Linked DNA regions of Mus musculus: all the other regions are linked to region 2. Evidence: chromatin contacts called from public HiChIP or PLAC-seq and promoter capture Hi-C data. All regions are on one chromosome and are shown on one strand. The core of a region is the stretch at or near the end of the contact, and the rest is flanking DNA. Distances in the headings are between cores, read along the strand shown. Region 1 overlaps Cep85 (centrosomal protein 85). Region 2 holds the start of Zfp593 (zinc finger protein 593). Region 3 holds the start of Sh3bgrl3 (SH3 domain binding glutamic acid-rich protein-like 3).

Region 1 (2,700 bases), core at 178-2,677, 85 kb after region 2:
ATCTTCTAACCGCTCTAACTTTCGCCCGATATCCGGGGCAGACTGCCAGATGAATGACATAGACACATTGGTTTCTTGCCCTGGGTCCTCAGGGTCATAAGGAGTGTACCTGCGATAGGCCTCCTTGAGTCTCTCTAAAAAGGCTGAGGGAGACTCATTAGGTCCCTGGGTTATCCCTTTTACCTTGGCCAAATTGGTGGGGCTTCTGCCCGCGTTTTGGAGACCCGCTAAGAGCAACTGGCGATAGAGGACTAGGTGGTTCCTACCTTCTGTAGTGGTGTAATCCCAATCGGGGCGTTCAAGGGGAAAAGCAGCATTGACTTCATTAGGCAACTGAGTGGGGCGTCCATCATTGCCCCGGACTGCCTTTCTAGCCTCTAGGAGCACCCGCTGCTTTTCTTCTCCGGTCAGCAGGGTCCCCAACAACTGCTGACAGTCGTCCCAGGTGGGCTGGTGGGTGATGAGGACGGACTCAATCAAGGCCGTCAATTTACCTGGATCTTCAGAAAAGGAAGGGTTATTATTTTTCCAATTGTATAAGTCCGAGGAGGAAAACGGCCAATACTGAAGCTGGCCATCTCCCCCCATGCGGAGTGGGAATGCCTGGGAGGAGGTGGAGTCCGCTGCGGGAGGGTCCCTCCTTCCCCGCAGTCGAGACACCATGGGAGAAGGGGGGGAAACCTCGGAGGTGGCGGCCGCCTCTTCTTCATCGTTCCCTCTGGCAGAGGAGGAAGGTTGTGCTCCGTACGGCGGGGGGTCCTCTGTGAGAAGGTCAATGAGAGGTCCGCCGTTATCAGGGAGAACCTGGGGCTTAGGAGGTTTGGTCTTTATAGAGGGGGTAAGGGCAGGGTAAAGGGCAGATCGGGACGGAGGTTGCGCAGAAGGACCGGGCGGGAGGACGGGAGCTGTCGGTAAAGGAGGGGGTTTTGGAGAGACAAACGGTTTGACCCACGGAGGGGGGTCATAGGCAAGTGCCTCCCAGGTGACGATATATGGGACCTGATCCGGGTGTCCGTGGGGACCAGGACAAAACACTCTAGACTTGACCTGAGAGATAATACCTAAATTAAAAGTACCATCCTGAGGCCATCCCACATTGAAAGTTGGCCATTCGGCGGAACAGAAGGTAACCCAGCGCCTCTTCCTGACATCCACAGACTGATTGGATGCAATGCGCTGGACATCTCCCCAGTGCTGCAAGGTTAGACTCAGAGGGGTAGTTACGGTCTGTCCCATGATCTCGAAAACACTTAAAGACAGGAGAAAACTAACGAAGGACAAAAGGACAACAAACAAATCAGACGCGCGGCGCGGTTTCGGCGTAAAACCGAAAGTAAAAAATTCAGACGGGGGAGGGAAGTGTCTCCGCCTCTCGTCCCCCAACAAAGCCACGTGCCCCTCGGACAGTGGAGGAGCTCCAAAAAGTCCGACTCGGGTAGGTTAACTGATACAGAATGGGCCACAAAACGGGCCCCCGAGGCCGCTGGGACGTCTCCCAGGGCTGCGGCCGGGAATACGAACTCGTCAGTTCTTCCGCAGAACCGCCAGATACAGATCTAGTTAGCTAACTAGTACAGACGCAGGCGCAAACATTAGATGCCGGCACAAACACGCAACACGCACGGAGACAGAGACAGACACGAAACGACCGCTGGCCAGCTTACCTCCCGGCGGGGGTCGGTGGTCCCTGGGCAGGGGTCTCCTAATCTCGGTGGAACCTCCAAATGAAAGACCCCCGAGGTGGGTGGTCAATCAATCTGAGGAGACCCTCCCAAGGATCAGCGAGACCACGATTCGGATGTAATCAGCAAGAGGCTTTATTGGGAACACGGGTACCCGGGCGACTCAGTCTGTCGGAGGACTGGCGCGCCGAGTGTGGAGTTCTTACCCTTTTTATAGGGCTGGGGCTGGGGAGCAAAAAGCGCGGGTACAGAAGCGAGAAGCGAGCTGAGTGGTTAGTTCAAATCAAGGCTTGGGGTATTTCCTGGTCATTTGGGGAACCTGAAACTGAGGTGGGACTTTTTCAGAAACTGTTGCTGGTTCCGCTTTATCTGGGTACCATCTGTTCTTGGCCCTGAGCCGGGGCCCAGGCGCTTGACCACCGATATCCTGTTTGGCCCTTGTCCTAGTATTATTCAGCCTTGATTTGTAACTGTTAATCTTTAACTGAACTTCCTTGTAACTTTTGAGAGCTCAGCTCTGGTACTTTTTCATGCCTTGCAAAATGGCGTTACTGCAGCTAGCTTGCTAAGCCTTATGGTGGGGTCTTTCATGTTTTATTTTTATTGAGGCTAAGGGAAAGTGCTTACCCAGAGTTTAACTTCCAGCACCACAAGCACACAGTGATTTTGTTTGTTTGTTTGTTTGTTTGCTTGTTTACTTGCTTGCTGAAATCTTGTCCTTCCATCACACCCACACCCTCTCCCTCCCCTCTTCCTTCCTCTTCTTCCTTTTTATTCTTTCCTTTCCTTCCCTATGTCCCCCCCCCACCCTCTTTCCTTTCTTTCACGAGGTGTCTCATCTGTCCCAGGCTGTTCTAGAACTTATATGTAGCAAAGGATGGCCTTGACCTTCTTCTCTTCCTATCTCCACTTTCTGTTTGTGGGCATATGCTATACTACCCAGTTTAAGCAGAGTTAACCCAGGACTTCATGGATGCTGGCAAGCAGATGCAGTCTACCTACCCTAGAGCTCATTGAC
Region 2 (2,700 bases), core at 158-2,657:
CTGGCACTCAGGCACAGAAGGCTGGTAGCTCAGTGGGCACCAGTGGCTCTGGTCCCAGAAACTTGGAAGAACCAAGAGCCTGTCCCCGGGATCCGGTGACTTCATGAAAGATGCACCAGTCTCCCCAGCTGGCACAGTGCCAGGCAGGTAAACTTGATCCCACGGATTCTGAGGTTGGGGCAGGCTTGTGCCATTTCAGCCCCAAGTCTTGACCCAAATTGGCCAAAGTTAATAAAGTCAGCTTTTTGGAGAGTCCATTTTTCTGCCTGCAGTCGGGAATACTGATGGCGGCTCAATAGCTGTAGAAAAAGTTTTCCACTTGAGTGGAGTCTTGAGTCCAGGAGCCATACCTATGCATCCTGTGATCGCTGCCATTCTAGCTGGGTCCTCATCAGGGTCCCACCCTGTGTCTACCCAGTCCTCATAAGTTGGAGTTGGAAGATCCCAGACCTCCAGTCAGCACGCTGGGCTTCCATTTCACTTCGGGTCTGGCCTAGAAACCTGTTCTCCCCAGGGATGCACGTGCCTCACTCCCTGTTTCCTGGCAACTGGTTCCAAAGAGCCAGAATGCTTAATTATTGCTGAGGTCCTCTGCCCCCATATAGTGGAGCTGGCTCTGGCCAGCCTGAGAGGCACCAGGCCAAGATGAGCAGAGGCACCATTTCTTGGTCATTTCCCCCTTTCCTGCCAGCCCTCCCTGGGCATAAAGAAAGAAAGCAAAGGTGGGGGGCTTCTTCTAGGGACATTTCCTCTTGGGCTAGTGATGTGGTGCCCCACCCCAAACTCCTCTGTTAGACTGCCTGCCTGGATTATATGAAGCCCTGGACACCAACCCCAGTTCTGAAGAACCAAGCAAGCAAGCAGCCAACCAACCAACCAACAACAGACAAAAAGCTCTTTTTGTAAAAAGAGCTGAGCACTCTTCAAGGACAGACCCCTTAGGTGGTAGATTCTTTGTGAAACAATTTTCTGCTTTTTGCCCCAGGAATTTGCTTGAGAGTGGGGGAGGGAGAACAGAGGAGAGATGTAAAATGAAACGCCAGTGGGGGGTAGGTGAGGAGAACAAGGCTCTTTGTTAGAACCTAGGGGTATCTCTGGGTGACCCATCCATGATTCCACACTAATTCTCATTTATGAAGTAATTTATTCATGGCACAAGCAACAGTGCTTCCAGAGACGTTAAAAGCATCCCCTACCACTGAAATTCGGGGTGTGGAAACCGGCAAGTGAGGATGGGGCGGGCAGAATAGTGGGACCGGCTCCCCTCAAGCCCGCTCACGCCCCGCGAGAGCCCAGTCACTATCATCGACGACCATCTGGGGGCGCTCAAACGGCCAACCCGACCGTGACGTCATCAGAGGCAGTCTGTCCAATCCTGCTCCGCCCCCGGGCGGGCCTCTCGTGACGTCACTGGGCGGCCCGGAAGCGCCAACACGTGTGGGTCTTTTCCCTACTCCCTGTTTCTTGGTCTTGTGTGTGGGTGTCTCTCTGATCATGGGTCGCTCTCGGCGGACCGGCGCGCACCGAGCACATTCCTTAGCCCGCCAGATGAAGGCCAAGAAGCGGCGGCCGGACCTGGATGAGATTCATCGCGAGCTGAGGCCGCAGGGGCTCCCGCGGCCCAAGCCGGAGCCGGACGCGGAGCCCGACCCGGACCTGCCAGGGGGCGGCCTGCATCGCTGTCTGGCTTGCGCGTGAGTCCAGCCTGGGGAGGAGCAGGGTCTGAGGTACTAGCTAGGGGCAGCGAGGTCCGGGCCGCGAGCCGCTAGAAGGTTCTGTCTTGGGATCCCTGGGTCAACCCGCCACTTATCACTTCGGGTTCAGAATCCGATGTCTGGGAACGAGCTAGGGCCAGGGAGGTGTGAGAGACCTCACCCCTTCACTCTTTCCCTCACCCTACATTCCTGCAGGAGGTACTTCATCGATTCAGCCAACCTGAAGACCCATTTCCGATCCAAAGACCACAAGAAAAGGTATGGAGGGGTCAGTAGAGGACTGGCGGATGGGTGCCATGCAGGAAGGGTTTGCACTCGGTGAGCTCCGATCTCCAACTCTTCTTTTTCCCAGGCTGAAGCAGCTGAGTGTCGAACCCTACAGTCAGGAAGAAGCTGAGAGGGCAGCGGGCATGGGCTCGTATGTTCAACCCCAGCGGCTGGGCGTGCCCACAGAAGTGTCCACTGATATCCCTGAGATGGACACGTCCACCTGAGTGGCCTAAGGATGCAGGGCAGAGGAACTGCCCATGGGCAGTGGTTCATCAGCCAAGCTGAGAGTGTGTATTTTGGATTTCCGGTTTGCGGAGATGCTCTCTTCCGGGTGTTCTGCCCAAAATAAAGGACCTGGACAAGAGGGCACACCTCCGATACTAACTTCCCTTACCAGGGGTTTCTGGGCCAAGATGTCTACTCCCTACTAGGTCCAGCTTTGGAACGGGTATCCTCCCCCTGCTTCTTTGGATCTAGGCTGGAGTCTGGCTAGGTACAGCGTAAAACTTGGGAGTAGGATCTAGCGATGGCTGAGACTAATCCCCAAGGGGAAAAAAGTGGGATTCGGATATTGCAGCCCCCTCCCCTGAATCGCCTACCTCCAAGCCTGGGCGAGAGGCTACCCGCCTCATCACGGGGCCTGTGATGGTTGCCGCTGCTTCACCATCTTCCATACTGCATAGCAGGAGCCACCTAACCCGAGGACAGCCAACAA
Region 3 (2,700 bases), core at 28-2,527, 120 kb after region 2:
TGGTTGGTTTCCACCCTGTTATCGGGAGCCCAGCCTCCATGCTCACGGGTATTTTTCTTCGTAAAGTTTATAAAGTTATTTATATGACTCTTTGTTAAGTCGACTGGTTTGTATTGCCTATTTTGATTACAGAATAAAACATTTAACAAACACTCCGGTTTCCTAGTGCCTCCCAGCGTCCCCTGCCAGCCTGCCTGTGACTCTTTTGAAGTGAGTTTAGGCAGATCCAGTGTGGAGGCTCAGTCTTCCCACTTCTGCTCTGGGTGGCGACAGATTAGTCTCTGCCCACACTCCTGTGTTGCAGAGAGCAACCGCCGCCAGTTGTCACTACAAAGTTGCACACCTCTCAGAGGTCAGCAGCTTCTGGGTTTCTGTGGCTTTGAGGAAATGACTTCCCCAGAAGCAGACAGGCAGTTTGCCTCAGCAGGCAGCAGAATTGTGTTGTTCCTGCGCCATTATTTATGTAGCCCCAGGTCTACTCTTGGGGCCTATAGTGAACCTGACAGAGCTTGATCCACAGTTGGAATGGGTGCTGGACTCTCTTCCATCTCATTAGCTGAATTCTTAAAGTTCAAAGATGTGGGGTGTCATTTGCAATGTAAAGGTAGAGTTAAGTTGGGATCACCCCAAAAATAGCTGTGCCAAGGGCCAGTGCAAGCCAGGTTAAGTCGGGGCACCAGCCTTTGACTCCGCACACTAGCACGCTCGCTGTCCCGCAGCCTACTTCCTCCCCCTGGCTCCTGAAGGGTGTGAGCCGCTCCCCCACCCCCTCGCTTACAGCCACCACCCCTTTCTTGTCTGAGCCTGTTTGAGTGGAGAGGTGCTTTAGAGAAAATGTCCTGGCTGCACTGGCCCTCCCCGCCCTCCAGCGCCCCACCACAGCTTTCCCCCCGGCCCTTGCTGTCTAAGCTTGCGAACTGACCCGCCTTCCAAAGTTCCATACTGAGCTGTGCTATTAAGAGACCGGGAGACCTGGGTGGCACTGCTTTGGCCACTGAATGTACACAACCCGGGTAGACTGGGGAAAGCTTTTAACTGAACCGGTCCGCCTGCCTTCCCAGCTTTTTCTGCCTTTTAGCCGGTCCCCAGCATGGGGCTGAGGGGGAAGTGGGGGAGCCAAGTAGCTGCAGAGGACAGGGGTCCTCCCGGCTCCAGGCCACGGAGCAGGGCGGGGTCATGCAGGCCCCGCCTTACCCGCCTGCGCAGCTCATTGGTCCCGAGAGCAGTGACTCGCGGGCGGAGCAGGAAGGAAACCGCTCCCAAGCGCGGCGGCGGCAGCGTAGTTCCTAGCCGTGCAGCTGCCGCTCCCACCGTCCCTCAGTTGGTCTGTGTCCCCCGCCTGCAGCATGAGTGGCCTGCGCGTCTACAGCACGTCGGTCACCGGCTCCCGAGAAGTAAGTGTGTGCCTGGGCCGGCGCCCGGAGAGGGTGGGCCGTCTCTGTGCTCCGACCAGCGCCCGGGAGCCGCCCCCACGATGGAAGCAGTGAGGTGCGGGGTATGGCCTCCCAGGTCTGGTCCAAGGGCTGGGCCCAGCCTGAACCCCCGCACCAAGGGCCCCTCGGCATCCCCAGCGTGAGCTGCCCACGCTCATTCCCCCAGTATAGGGCCATCCATTCTCTTGCACCAACCCCCGACCGCTTTAATCCCGCTTCCTCTCCACTGTGCGGCTGTGGAGGAGGAGATGTGTCTTGTAGAGAGGGCCTGCCCCTCGCCGAGTCTAGCTTCCCTGTCATGCACAGAACTTGCCCGTCTTCTTTCTGAAACTCTAGTAGTTTACCTGTCTATCCTTGGACCCTTCCCATCCCTTAGTGGCCAGAACCTCCCCTCAGAGTGGGCAGGATAGAAGCTGTTGCTCACACCCGAAGGAATTCCTCCCACAAATCCTTCAGCTTGCCTGCCAACCCTGTCAATCCTCCGCCCCTAGATCAAGTCCCAGCAGAGTGAGGTGACCCGCATCCTAGATGGGAAGAGGATCCAATACCAGCTAGTGGACATCTCCCAGGACAACGCCCTTCGAGATGAGATGCGAACCTTGGCTGGCAACCCCAAAGCTACCCCACCTCAGATTGTCAACGGGAACCACTACTGTGGGGTATGGGGTTTGGGTTCTGGGAGGTGTTGGAGGACTGCAGCCAGGGTCAGACCTGGGCAAACAACTGGGGTGCCCTGCACCTCGACTCAGGTGACTGCCTCCCTTCCTCAGGACTATGAACTCTTCGTGGAGGCCGTGGAGCAGGACACACTGCAGGAGTTCCTGAAGCTGGCCTGAGTCAGGATGGCCACCGATCCTATCCAGCTAGCTCTTCACCAGGCCTTGTAACCAACTCCTTGTCGTCCTAATCTGCAAACCCAGACCCAGACCCTTTCCGCAGCCGCCTCCTCTTCCTCCAGAGGCAACATTCCTTATTCACCAACTAGTCTCAAAAGATTGTCTTAAGCCCTGACGATGGCTGTCCCCAGCCACACCTTGGGGCATCCTCTCTGCCTGGCCCTGTCTGATGAGCATTTCTGTTGCTTCCATCAGCCAGAGCTCTGCCAAAGGCCCCGCATCCCCATCCTAGGAGTGCCCTAGAGACAATTAAATGTCCATTCCTCTGGTGCTGACTGCTTGTGGTGTCCGGGTCCCTGCCTGGCAGAGGCAGATAGTTCTGGTGGTGTTTGGACTGTCCCAGGGCTGCCGCTGCGTGTGCGTGTGCATGT

What was found. HiChIP or PLAC-seq counts read pairs in DNA pulled down with a chosen protein or histone mark. Capture Hi-C pulls out chosen DNA fragments and counts their contacts.
Region 1: an H3K4me3 HiChIP or PLAC-seq map of bone marrow-derived macrophages shows a contact between it and region 2, with 4 times the contacts expected there. The contact joins the enhancer-like site here to the promoter of Zfp593 in region 2. A contact is called at or near these places in 1 of 39 promoter capture datasets (the 3T3-L1 cell line), 1 of 484 Hi-C or Micro-C datasets (erythroblasts), 3 of 115 datasets of contacts at active chromatin or transcription factors (bone marrow-derived macrophages, embryonic stem cells and memory CD8 T cells) and 3 of 9 other capture datasets (adipose tissue, liver and pancreatic islet).
Region 3: a contact with region 2 is called in a promoter capture Hi-C map of adipose tissue. The contact joins the promoter of Sh3bgrl3 here to the promoter of Zfp593 in region 2. A contact is called at or near these places in 17 of 39 promoter capture datasets (the 3T3-L1 cell line, 3T3-L1-derived adipocytes, the HPC-7 cell line and 9 more), 13 of 484 Hi-C or Micro-C datasets (B cells, CD8 T cells, the N1E-115 cell line and 7 more), 8 of 115 datasets of contacts at active chromatin or transcription factors (the SCID.adh cell line, T-cell acute lymphoblastic leukemia, cardiomyocytes and 3 more) and 4 of 9 other capture datasets (adipose tissue, embryonic stem cells, liver and 1 more).

What each region holds. Positions count from the first base shown.
Region 1 is chr4:134,158,963-134,161,662 of GRCm38.p6, reverse strand. All of the region lies in intron 3 of Cep85 (centrosomal protein 85), which reads left to right. Among named protein-coding and RNA genes, the nearest start is that of Cep85, 27 kb to the left of the region's middle. Within about 2 kb of position 1,427, at least 56 of the 459 cell types and tissues checked have an H3K27ac peak or open chromatin away from gene starts, as enhancers often do. A contact at or near this core is called in adipose tissue, bone marrow-derived macrophages, erythroblasts and 2 more, where this site is marked.
Region 2 is chr4:134,244,298-134,246,997 of GRCm38.p6, reverse strand. It overlaps Zfp593 (zinc finger protein 593), which reads left to right and starts at 1,407. Exons shown (of 3, transcript NM_024215.2): 1 at 1,407-1,694; 2 at 1,911-1,973; 3 at 2,068-2,700. The coding sequence starts at 1,495. The coding sequence ends at 2,209. It overlaps E130218I03Rik (RIKEN cDNA E130218I03 gene), which reads right to left. Exons shown (of 5, transcript NR_040436.1): 3 at 2,585-2,700; 4 at 1,896-2,091; 5 at 1,125-1,575. Gm30191 (predicted gene, 30191) reads right to left here and starts at 50. Exons shown (of 4, transcript NM_001372229.1): 1 at 1-50.
Region 3 is chr4:134,127,310-134,130,009 of GRCm38.p6, reverse strand. Sh3bgrl3 (SH3 domain binding glutamic acid-rich protein-like 3) reads left to right here and starts at 1,277. Exons shown (of 3, transcript NM_080559.2): 1 at 1,277-1,394; 2 at 1,925-2,092; 3 at 2,204-2,604. The coding sequence starts at 1,347. The coding sequence ends at 2,269. It overlaps Cep85 (centrosomal protein 85), which reads left to right. Exons shown (of 14, transcript NM_144527.3): 14 at 1-152.